Linked DNA regions of Mus musculus: regions 2 and 3 are each linked to region 1. A link is a contact called in public HiChIP or PLAC-seq data. All regions are on one chromosome and are shown on one strand. Each heading gives the region's core, a stretch centred on a gene start, on an enhancer-like site or on the middle of the called end of the contact. The rest is flanking DNA. Distances are from core to core; before and after follow the strand shown. Region 1 overlaps Tnks (tankyrase, TRF1-interacting ankyrin-related ADP-ribose polymerase). Region 2 has its middle 60 kb from the start of Gm29243. Region 3 overlaps Gm29243 (predicted gene 29243).

Region 1 (3,644 bases), core at 156-2,655:
GCTGAAGATCCTGTCTCCAGCATTGGTGCTCTGACTTCAACTCCCTTCCCCTTGGGTATGAGCTATACTTACTGACTAGTTATTAATATGATACAGTAGAAATGACAGGATAGTACTTTCCCCTCTATATTTAATTATGTTATTTATTACTTCTAAGCCTCCAGTGACTTATCTGGTGGGAACAGTTAAGAGAATATGTTTGGTATTTGGAAGAAACCACAAGTTTGCTCCTCAAGTTCTTGTCTTGGGGAGAAGGGGGTTGTGCATATCTAGCATACATCGATATAAGATCCTTATACTAAAGTTACTCATTCATAAGATAAAATGGCCCTGCATATAAAGTAAATGCTATGTCTATAGGGTTGCTGCCTGCTCCAAAGATTCGCTTGTTTACCTGGGATGTGATGAGAAAATTAACGATTATAAATGAAAAGACCTTTTTTCCCTTGAGGGTGGTGATGTTATAATCATATTTACATAGAATTCAATGAGTCCGACCTTTTATAGAATGTAGATGGTCAGTTTCTGTGAAAATCCAGGTCGTAGCAGTTGAGCTCCAGAAATTATAGTGTAAATTAAATTTTCCTTTCCCATAAACAAAACATTTTAGGTAGGAAGCTATAGTCTAAGTGTGAGAAGATGTTACATAATGCTATAGTTAACTAGAAGGAATTTTGATGATTATTTCTAAAGTGTTTATGGAATAAGACAGCGCAGAGACTTCTGAGAAGGAACTGTGAAGGTGGAGTGTAAGAACTTCTAGGACACAAACTAAAAGAACTACCTCGCGCCTCAGGAGAGGGAGAGGGGTATTCTCAGGCAGGACGAGAACAGCGGAATACACTATACAAAGTGTCTCAGCAAACACAGTCACAGAAGGGATAAGGGGACACAATGAAGGGTCACATGCTTGTTGATACACATTACCAGACTGCTACACAATATTTATGACAGAAAAGAAAATTCTAAAGGTATGCCGCGGAAGAATTAAGTAGACTTAATATTTTATACCTGAAGACTAGACAGATAACATCTGCACTTGAAATAATAAACACAAACTTAATTGTCTGCCCAGTGGCCCAAAAGACAGTTTCGATACATAGAAAAGCACACCACTACCTAGAGGAGAGGGCCTACACAAGGTAATATGCATTAAGTGCAACAATTAACGTCTTGACTCTGAAAAGGCTATAGAAATGATTTTGGACAAAAGAAAATCAATGGGACATCGATTTACTCAGAAGAAAACTGCAGTAAAAAGAACAACAAAACTGATAAAAAGAATAAGCTGACTGAAGACTGAGTCATTAAACTACCAAGTCAATAACATGAGAAACACGCACAGGAGGTCAGTTCCTGACAGAGAGCATGCAACAGGAAGTAAGAACAAGCGCATGAAAGCTCAGAAACAACGGCTCTCAACAAGAGGTGGGTCCCTTGTTTGAACTGGAGGTTTTTGGCTTATTAGACCAAGGTGTGTGTGTGAAGTTTCACAATTCCTGCAGACATGAGTCAGAATGAAGAGCATGTGTGTTCAAACAGTGACAAAGACCCAGTTTACAGGATTCTCACAGGACATTTCTAGTCCAGAAGATGATTGGACGACAGGGAGAGGAAGTTCTGATAGTCACCAGGAGGGCCCAAGTTTAAAGGAAGTGTCCCAGTAAGAGGCACGTGAGAAGGCAGACATGGGACAAGGCATCGTGCCAACAGCAGCAGAGACTGGAGTAAGGTGGCCTATGCGTGGCCTAAGTCAAGGAGGCTGGAAGGGCAGGGAGCAGACTCTTCTAGAACTGCTACAGGGAGTGCACCCTGCCCATCTGATTTCAGTCTTCTGAGAGAAAAACATCTGTTAGGCTACCAAGTCCATGGTCATTTGTTATGTAGCTCACCAAACTCAGTGCATATACTGACTAAATAACAGACTTGTGCAGAACAAGGTAACAACAAACCTGAAACAAACAGATTGAACATGGGGTAGACTGTCGAACATAAGTCACAAAATAAAGATGTGAAGTGGGCCCTAAAGCTGACTAGACTTTAAAAAGACATCAACAGCTATATTCTCCTGCACAAGCTATCCTCCCTGCCAGAAAGGCTGACATGGGCATATGGAGGTACCTCCACCTGGGAAATGGGGCACTGGGTCTGAGTGACTCTCCATCCTAAAGTTCCATGTCCACCAGTAATATTAAACTCAGTTTCATCTTCAGTGTTTACCATGGAGCATGGGAGTAAGAACTCATGACCTTTGACAACAGTCTGGCAAACAGAAGAGCTCTCTCTAGTAACACAAGAAGATGAGCTCATAAATGCCAGTTTCTTTTGGAAACAACAACAACAAAAACCAGAAAAACTGAGAATATTCTTGAGATAGTTTCTTGCTCTAAGTTCACCAAGTGCTCTCTCAGCAAGCTGAACCCTTCCTTCTCACGTCTAACCTGACACAGACTGCACTGAACAAAACTGGCCACAGAGGAAGGACGGCTCTCTGAACTGTCAGCGTCGGAGATGAGCGCAAAGTGCTGGGCTCCCTGGCTTCTCTACATGTATTTCAGGCAGCTAACAAGCAAGGTAAAAACATACACATAGATTAAACACGAGGCAAACTGCAGAACACTATAAGTCACAAAATAAAGAGAATACATAACACAGAAAATAAACAGCTGCGAAGTTTATGAAGTCAATAACTCAGAAGATGAAAAGCTGAAAGAGCACGTGAGCGCTTACCTGCTCTGTTTCAAAAATGTCCCTCAGGTGCTCAAGGCCAAGGCTCTTAAGGAACTGGCTGATGTTCATGTCAAGACCCGCAACTAAAACAAACAGTAAAATCTCTTAGAATTTCCTAATTCTACGCAAGGTCAGCATTTATGCATAACCCTATTTTTTGACACTTGCCTGTACAGATGATTTCACATGACAAAAACCAATACCAAATATGTCAATTTAAATCAGGCACTTCCAAGTTATGCTGAATTTTCTCTTTGGCATAGCAACAGTACTTACATTAATTCTAATACACATAGAATAGAGAACTAAAATATAGATGTATATATTAACTCTACAGGGAATATAATTCCTACCACCTTATTTTTATGTCTAAGACATTTATTTTTAGCTTTGTGTGTTTTTATGCTTGCGTATCTGCACGCGAAGTGTTTCCCTGGGAGCCAGCTGAGTACACTGGGTTCCCTGAAGCTGGGGTGAAGAGGGTTGTGAGCTAAACAGTGTGGGTGGTGGAAACTAAACCAGGTCCTCTACAAGAGCAGTACCTAGGCTCAAGACCATAGTTGATAGAATTAGTACTTTCAATGACTTAAAAGAAAAGAAGAAGGTATCAGTTACTATTTTGATTTATTCTTCTTCCTCTTCTTCTTCTTCTTTTTATTTTATTTATTTATTTATTTATTTATTTATTTATTTATTTATTTATTTATTTATTTATTTATTTATTTTTGGGTTTTACAAGACAGGGTTTCTCTGTGTAGCCCTGACTGTCCTGGAACTCACTCTGTAGACCAGGCTGGCCTCGAACTCAGAAATCCGCCTGCCTCTGCCTCCCGAGTGCTGGGATTAAAGGCGTGCGCCACCACCGCCCAGTTTGATTTATTCTTTTTAAGAATTATTTTTATTTATTTCTATGT
Region 2 (3,528 bases), core at 201-2,700, 570 kb before region 1:
CTACCTCCAGAGTACATGTCAAAGCTGTCCTTTTTCATCACAAGGCCAGTAGATCCTAGTGAAAAGAGACTCACTCCCATAATGTGAGTCACCCTGCTTGTCATTTTGCTGAGTTTGGCTCATGTGTAGTGTAAAGCCTCAAACCAGATTGAGATCTGAGTGAAACTAGGTCCTGTGAGCATCACACAGGGCCACAATAGGGGCCTAAGGATTCCTAGGCCGAGGCTTATTTGAGAGGCAGAACACCCTGGCTGAACATCCAGAACAACAGAATCTAACCACTCAAGATCTGCGATCTGTCATGACAGCTGCTCACACAGAACTCAGCATTTCATCCTCAATCTTTGCACAAATTCAATGGGCTATTGCTTCGAAATGGAACATATCTGAAACAGTAAGTGTAGTGGATAGGTTTTCTGCAAAAACTATTATAAGGGCGTGGTTATCACTATTCCCACATAAGTGGGAAATCTGCAAGCCAAATCTAACTTTTGGAAGCTATGGAATTTTCAGTGATTATGGTCCTTGGATTTTCAGGGTCTGAAATAAGAAGAGCTCTCCACCATGGAAATGGTTTCATTCAACTCTATTTTCAATTACTCCTGACCCAATTCTCCTGCTTTTCACAATGGAAGACATTGCTAAATGTTCTATTAATATGCTGCTCTAGACCCATTGCTCTAGACCCTGCTGTTCTAGACCCTGCTGCTCTAGATCCACTGCTCTAGACCCATTGCTTTAGGCCTGCTGCTCTACACCCTGCTGTTCTAGACCCCACTGCCGTAGATGCTATAGAACCCACTGCTCTAGACCCGATACTCTAGACCCACTGCCGTAGACACACTGCTCTGATTTTTGTCCTTGAGTTACTGGAACAGGCAGACTCCCCCTTCCTATTTCTCTGACCTTTCTCTAACTTATCTTCACTTCTAGATCTCTTTTCAACTGATTCACCCAACTCTATCTTTAGCCTTATATTTCTTGAACCAAAATTCCCATTTTTCAGGATGAGGTATTTTTTTTTCTCTTGGATATAGCTGACATGTCAAAAATCATTGGGTTTTACACAAAGTATATACTTTTCAAAAACTGCCTTGTCTTCTGGCCCACTGTGTCCATCTGTCATCAGAAAGGAAAAAAAAAAAAACCCTTTCTTTTTCTGCTTTTGGTCTTAAAAAAAGAATCGAAGGATTAGTTCTTGTAAATTTCCCTTTCCAGCTTGCACTGGTTTGTCTTTGTTTTCCGGTTTTGTTGCTTCTCTTCCTGTCCCACTTATCTCTAACTATTTTTACCTACGCACAGTTTCACTTTCTATCATCTATCCCACACACAATTTTTAGGTCAGTCCCTGTAATTCATAAATGGCCATGCCATTATTTAGCTCACCCACTACCACCACCTTTTGACATTGTAGCATGATGCAGTTATTTATAAAGTTCATGCTGGGGAACTATGCAATGAGTTACAAAAGAAAACACACACACACACACACACACACACACACACACACACACACACACACACACACGAGTCCCGTCATGGTTTAAGGACATTTAAGATTTAAGATTTATTCATTGGCTTTTCTTGGCCACAATTACCAACTACAACTGACCCTGAACTCCCTATTCTGGTGGCAGCAAAAGCCTAGAGGCTTCGGGCTGTTGTTCTAAGTCTCACTTTAGCTCCGTGACTCATTTGGTTTGTGAGCATGATAACTTCATTAGTCATCAGGGAAAAGGTCTGTTTGCTCCAAAACAAAGTATGAGAGAAATGACCAAGATACACTTCTAAAAGCAGACAGCCAAGGCTTAATAACAAAATAAATAAATGCTTTATTGTGGTGAAAGATTACCATGTATTACTAAAACAGGTTAAGCAGAAAAGGCAATATTGTGATATTGACAAGTATGTGCAGCAAGAAGGATTTTTATATGTACGTTTCTTACTCTGGGTTACCATTGCTGTGATGAAATACCATGACCAACAGCAAGCTAGGGGGGAAAAAGTTTATTTGGCTTCTGCTTTTGCATCCATCACGAAGGAAGTCAGGCCAGGGGCTCAATCAATGCAGGAACCTGGTTATAGGAGCAGAAGCAGAGGCCATGGAGGGGGGCTGCTTACTGGCTTGCTCCCCGTGGCTTGCTCAGCCTGCTTTCTTATATATCGAACCCCAGAACCTCCAGCCCAGGAGTGGCACCACCCACAATGCTCTGATCTCTTCCCTATTAACCACTAATTAAGAAAATACCTTACAGCTGGATCTCATGGAGGCATTTTCTCAATTAAGTTTGCTTTCTTTCAGATAACTCTAACTTATGTCAAGTTGATATAAAACTGGCCAGCACAATCCTTGTCTGTGAACAAGCAATTTTAGCCCCAGGCATATGATATTCAGACAGCTACCAAGATGCACACAAGAAGGCTCACATCAACACTGTTCACATTGGCCCCAAAGGTGAAGTGATTTCAAGGGCATCAGTTGTGGCATATCCACGCAGAGTAGAATTCAGCAGGAGAGAGAACATACTGTGTTCTGTGGATGAGTCACGTGATAAGATAGAACCGAGCTAGACACAGGGATCTACACTGTATGATTTCATCCTGGTCATATAAGAATATGGCCCAAGTGAATCATTGCTATGGTTACCCTCAGGGGCATGGCTGCTTGTCGTCTTCTAAGGAAGAGTGTAAGAGGTCTGTGGCCAGAGCCACGGTGACGGCTCCACCAGCATGGCTGCTCTGTTGGTGGGAAACCCGATTTTAAAGGGCGATCTTCCAAGGAAGGAAGCTTGGGTGAGAAAGGGCAAAATGGGAGAGGGAATTACATTATAGACAGTGGGTGAAAAGGGAAACTATGAACGAGATAAAATAACAAAAAGTAAGGCACGGCCAAAACAAAACAAACAGGAACCCTGTTAGTCTCACATTTTTACCATCTGTCAAGCAACTGAAATTAACCAGTCATCAAAATACTGCACCATTACACCAATGAACAAAAGGAACTTTTTACAGTTCTCAAAACCAGGACATGAGTTTATGCGCAAATCAACTGAAGAAAAACTCCATTCTTGAAGAACAACCATGAAGCAGAATAAAATTTTAGGTTTAATTGTCCACCCCACTGAGGCAAGATGGCAAGATAGCCCACTTAGGGCCCAAGATGGTCTGCAGTATATACCTAAGGCCCACAACTATCTGTAGCTTTCACTTAAGGTCCAAGGCGATCTACATTATCCATCCAAGATGCCCAAGATGGTCTTCAGTACTCTAACCAGGGCCTAAGATGGTCTGAAATATCTGCTTAAGGCCCAGCACTGGTGGAACAGGCCTTATTCTTGGCTCTGTGTGGGAGCTGTTTCCTCTTTTGCAGGTCCTTTGAGTCTGGAGCCATCTACACACAGGGTTCAGTCCTCTGATGACTGGGAGGGAGACCTGCAGATTTCGGTAGTTCTCTCTCAAGGTTGGAATAGTAGCAGGGAGAGGCTTAAAACACGATCACGTGTTTAGCAAATTATATCTTATATCTTG
Region 3 (3,662 bases), core at 486-2,985, 620 kb before region 1:
CTAACTTAAGCCAAAGTTGATGTCACAATTGATTTCTCATCTGAGTACTGAGAATAATGGTGAAGTTGTCTGTAAAAGATGGAAATACCTGGGAGTGGACATAACTGGACCTTGGAAATGTGAAGTCTGAGATGTGTTTTCAATACTGGAATGAGTCAGAGTTTGATTTACAAACCGATAGCTGTGTAAGGAGACTTGGTATCCCATGGAGAGGTACTTCAAAATCGAACACATGCATTTCTGCATTTCTGAGTCTTGAAATTTGAAATCTTCGCCCTCCGTCTGACTTTTTGCATAAAGTCTCCATATTTACCACCAACCGAAGGCTGGTTTTCCCTATTAGAAGGCTAACTTTCTTCAACTGATTTTAGTGGGAAGCTCTCTACCACAGCATTCCTACCACAGCATTCCTCTACCGCAGGGAGATGCCATGGCTGACGGAGTCCTCATTGGGAAGCAGAGTCTTTGCTGGCTGCTTGGTTCACTTGGGTGGCTACTGCTGTTGCCTTATTTACAGAGTGGAGATGGGTAAGAAGCCTGGGGTAGCCACCTCCCCAAGTTCCCTGTGGTGACAAAGAAGATCATTCCTACCCCCCCCCTTTCCCCAGTGGCTATAGCAGTCTACGCAAGTTTCAGGCTGACTTCCATTGAGTGAGGTTTCAGTAAGGGAAGAGTCAACCCAGCGATCGTAAGTAACTAAATTCCTTCTGTAGATTAAGGGTCCAGCTGATGCTAAGACAATTTCCCAAGATTCTGAAGGTCGAGGGTCATAATACAATACACTCTAAAGGAAGAAGCAAATCTAATCCCGCTCACCCCATTATCTCTTGCTCTTGGCTCCAAGAAAGATTCTGTAGGTAGCAATAAGATTTTTACATTGGATGCTGCTCATGGTATCAACAAAACAATTTCTCTGTCTCAGAGAGTCGGAGCTCATAGCCTGTGTTTCCTCTCTTCCCCATTCCTTTTGCTTCCTTTTATTCTCCGTGAAGGTGTTAATGAACGGTTAATTGCTTAAGGGTGGGCTTGCTGACAAAGAAGAATAAGGACAGGAAAGCAGTGATAACAGTTTGAAAAACTGTGAATAGAGAACTGTAAAAGCAGGCTTCCGCAGAGCCTGGGGTGTGGGGGTGGGGGCTGGGTAGGCAGATTAATCTAGTTCCTTACCTCTGGCTCCCACCCAGCATCTTCCACTCCCATCTCCTTCCCTCAGTTTTGTCACAGCGTTTGAGGGTTTAATTGAAGACCTGCAGAGGAGAAAGTGCTACGGCCACTAACTGGCTGGTTATATTATGGGAAAGAGACTTGAGAGTAAACAGAGGGCCTTCTGCTCTGAGCACAGTGCTGAGAACCTGAAGTCAGGCAGAGGAGAGCCTGAGCCAAGGCTGTATATTAGTTTAATATTTGTAGACCCAATGTGATGCTCAAGATGGAGAGAGAGAGAGAGAGAGAGAGAGAGAGAGAGAGAGGTTCCATTCACCTTGGCCCTGAGATGAAGCCACACTAAGGGAGTCTAAGCAAGAGAAGCACGCAGAAGCGAACTTTTGTACCCTTGACTTTTGCAGAAGGCTCGCCCAGTTCATCTTCTATTTCCCCAGAATTCCCTTTCCTCATGCCTTTCTTCTCTGACTCACCGTCCTAGCTGTTCTTTACTGTGAAAGCACACACACAGTGTCCACCAGACAGTGGCTGGAACCTCTCATTGACAGGATGGCCCGACAGCGTGGGCTCTGTATGGAATCATGGTGTGCTGTGTGTGACTCACTCCTTGTTTTACCACCATCTGAGTCGGCCATCAGCCCATCCATTATCTGTGGCTTGTAAGCCTATTACATTAGCTCATCTCTTTTTGCCCAGTTGACATCCGGTCTTCTTCCTTTGTTGGAGTCCCCGGGACCGGCTGCATTACCTTCTCATGTGCTCATTGCCCCGTATGGTGTCATCCACAGATAACATTAACATGCCGTTTACACTTTCCTGGGTCACTAATCCAAATGTTAAATGAGTCAGAGGGTGACACTTGGCATTCACCATCTGTGGTGGGTTGACATTTGCCACTCCTGCAAACATTCACCCTCTTAAAGCAGGACCGGATCTGGTGCTTGTCAAAACCGGACCCATTCAAACCCTAATGATGTTGGTATGTGCAGCAACAGCACTCTTGTTAGCTATAACCTTTGTTCATAGTCACCCTCCTGCCCCGCCCCCACCCCACGCCTGTGGCCTGTGGAACCAAGAACTGGCTGGAGTCTGGGAGTAAGGACAAAGGTAGTGACGGGATGCCAGAGGATGCTGCCAGATGGCAGAGTTGGGGGGCTCAGCCGTCTGATCACTCAGAACCTATAAGCAAATGGCAGTGCCCTGCAGTATTGTCAAGACCGGATAGTGAAGGTGTGCTAGCACAAGCTAGCTCTGTTGAGTTACTTGAGATGCAAATTAGATTCATGAAGAAAACCTATTTGGCTTCCTTGACTACTGTGATGAACTAGACCCTTAAGCTTCTACACCATTTAGAACTGATGGAATACTGTTTTCCTGGCTGAACTACTAAATATTGATTTATAATTTTCTCTCTTTCTCTCACTCCTAGAGATGAAATCCAAGGTCTTTCAAGATATGCAAATGAAGCATCCTTTTTAAATTCAAATTGTGGCATAGCATTAAAAAACTTATTTTGATTAAAAATTATACTTGTGAATCTTCCCATTCACTTACTCTTTCTTTTGTTTGATTTTTATTTCTTTTAAAGACATTTTAAAATTTTAATTTATATATATGTGTGTGTGTGTGTGTGTGTGTGTGTGTGTGTGTGTGTGTGTGTGTGTGTTTACTCACATGTGCAAGGCCACAGAGGCTAGAAGAGGGTGCTGGATTTCCTGGAACTAGAGTTGCAGGTGGTGTGAGTCACCTGATGCAGATGCTGGGAATTGAACTTGGACCCTGTGTGAGAGTGTCTTAACTGTTGGATCATCTCCCCGTCCCCCATCCCTGCCACCCCCCCATCCCTGCCGCCCCCTTGACATTATTTCTTGATAGGAGATTTTGTTTTGTTTTCTAAAAACCTGTACTGACTCTCCGTGTGTGAGTGTATGTTTTACCCTGAACTGTGCTGGCTTGTAAAACAGAATCGCATAGATTTTATGTATCTCTGATTTCCAGTTTTGCTGTGTATCTTCTCTCCTCTCATCCTCTTTCCTTCCTTGTAGGGGATTTTAATTCAGAGCTTTGCCTATGCTAAGCTTTTACTAACATGAGCTATACCCTGGACCCTAATATTTTTTTTTTCTTTCAGAGTGACTCTTCAAAACTTCATTCTATAGATATTATTTCTTGGGAGAACTGGAGTTTTATTTCAAAATGTCCTTCTCTCTCTCTCTCTCTCTCTCTCTCTCTCTCTCTCTCTCTCTCTCCCCCTCCTCTTCCCCCTCCCCCTCCTCTCTCCTCTCCCTTTCCCTATGTCTCCCCTCTCCCTTTTCATCTCCCTCACCCCTCTCCCTCTCTGTTCATACTTGAGAAGCTGTTTTCTGTGTATTCCAGGGTAAGCTTAACTTTATAATCCCCATGTCTCAGCTTCCTAAGGGCTGACATTCCAAGCATATGCGTCCATACTAGTGATTTTTACACTTTGAACAGACTTTCAGAATGGATTATGATTTCTTCCT

The links. HiChIP or PLAC-seq counts read pairs in DNA pulled down with a chosen protein or histone mark.
Region 2: a FOXA1 HiChIP or PLAC-seq map of pancreatic cancer cells shows a contact between it and region 1. The contact joins two enhancer-like sites. A contact is called at or near these places in 1 of 484 Hi-C or Micro-C datasets (bone marrow-derived macrophages) and 3 of 115 datasets of contacts at active chromatin or transcription factors (double positive thymocytes, embryonic stem cells and pancreatic cancer cells).
Region 3: a FOXA1 HiChIP or PLAC-seq map of pancreatic cancer cells shows a contact between it and region 1. The contact joins two enhancer-like sites. A contact is called at or near these places in 2 of 15 datasets of contacts at CTCF or cohesin (pro-B cells and stem cell-derived epiblast-like cells), 8 of 484 Hi-C or Micro-C datasets (the Ba/F3 cell line, the N1E-115 cell line, bone marrow-derived macrophages and 5 more), 13 of 115 datasets of contacts at active chromatin or transcription factors (T-cell acute lymphoblastic leukemia, embryonic basal ganglia, embryonic forebrain and 9 more) and 2 of 9 other capture datasets (embryonic stem cells and liver).

Annotation. Positions count from the first base shown.
Region 1 is chr8:34,844,551-34,848,194 of GRCm38.p6, forward strand. It overlaps Tnks (tankyrase, TRF1-interacting ankyrin-related ADP-ribose polymerase), which reads right to left. Exons shown (of 27, transcript NM_175091.3): 20 at 2,731-2,813. Among named protein-coding and RNA genes, the nearest start is that of Dusp4, 39 kb to the left of the region's middle. Within about 2 kb of position 1,406, at least 25 of the 459 cell types and tissues checked have an H3K27ac peak or open chromatin away from gene starts, as enhancers often do. A contact at or near this core is called in bone marrow-derived macrophages and pancreatic cancer cells, where this site is marked.
Region 2 is chr8:34,274,856-34,278,383 of GRCm38.p6, forward strand. No RefSeq gene overlaps it. Among named protein-coding and RNA genes, the nearest start is that of Gm29243, 60 kb to the left of the region's middle. Within about 2 kb of position 1,451, at least 62 of the 459 cell types and tissues checked have an H3K27ac peak or open chromatin away from gene starts, as enhancers often do. A contact at or near this core is called in bone marrow-derived macrophages and pancreatic cancer cells, where this site is marked.
Region 3 is chr8:34,223,441-34,227,102 of GRCm38.p6, forward strand. It overlaps Gm29243 (predicted gene 29243), which reads left to right. Exons shown (of 4, transcript NR_166073.1): 3 at 422-528; 4 at 2,591-2,710. Among named protein-coding and RNA genes, the nearest start is that of Gm29243, 8.4 kb to the left of the region's middle. Within about 2 kb of position 1,736, at least 50 of the 459 cell types and tissues checked have an H3K27ac peak or open chromatin away from gene starts, as enhancers often do. A contact at or near this core is called in pancreatic cancer cells, where this site is marked.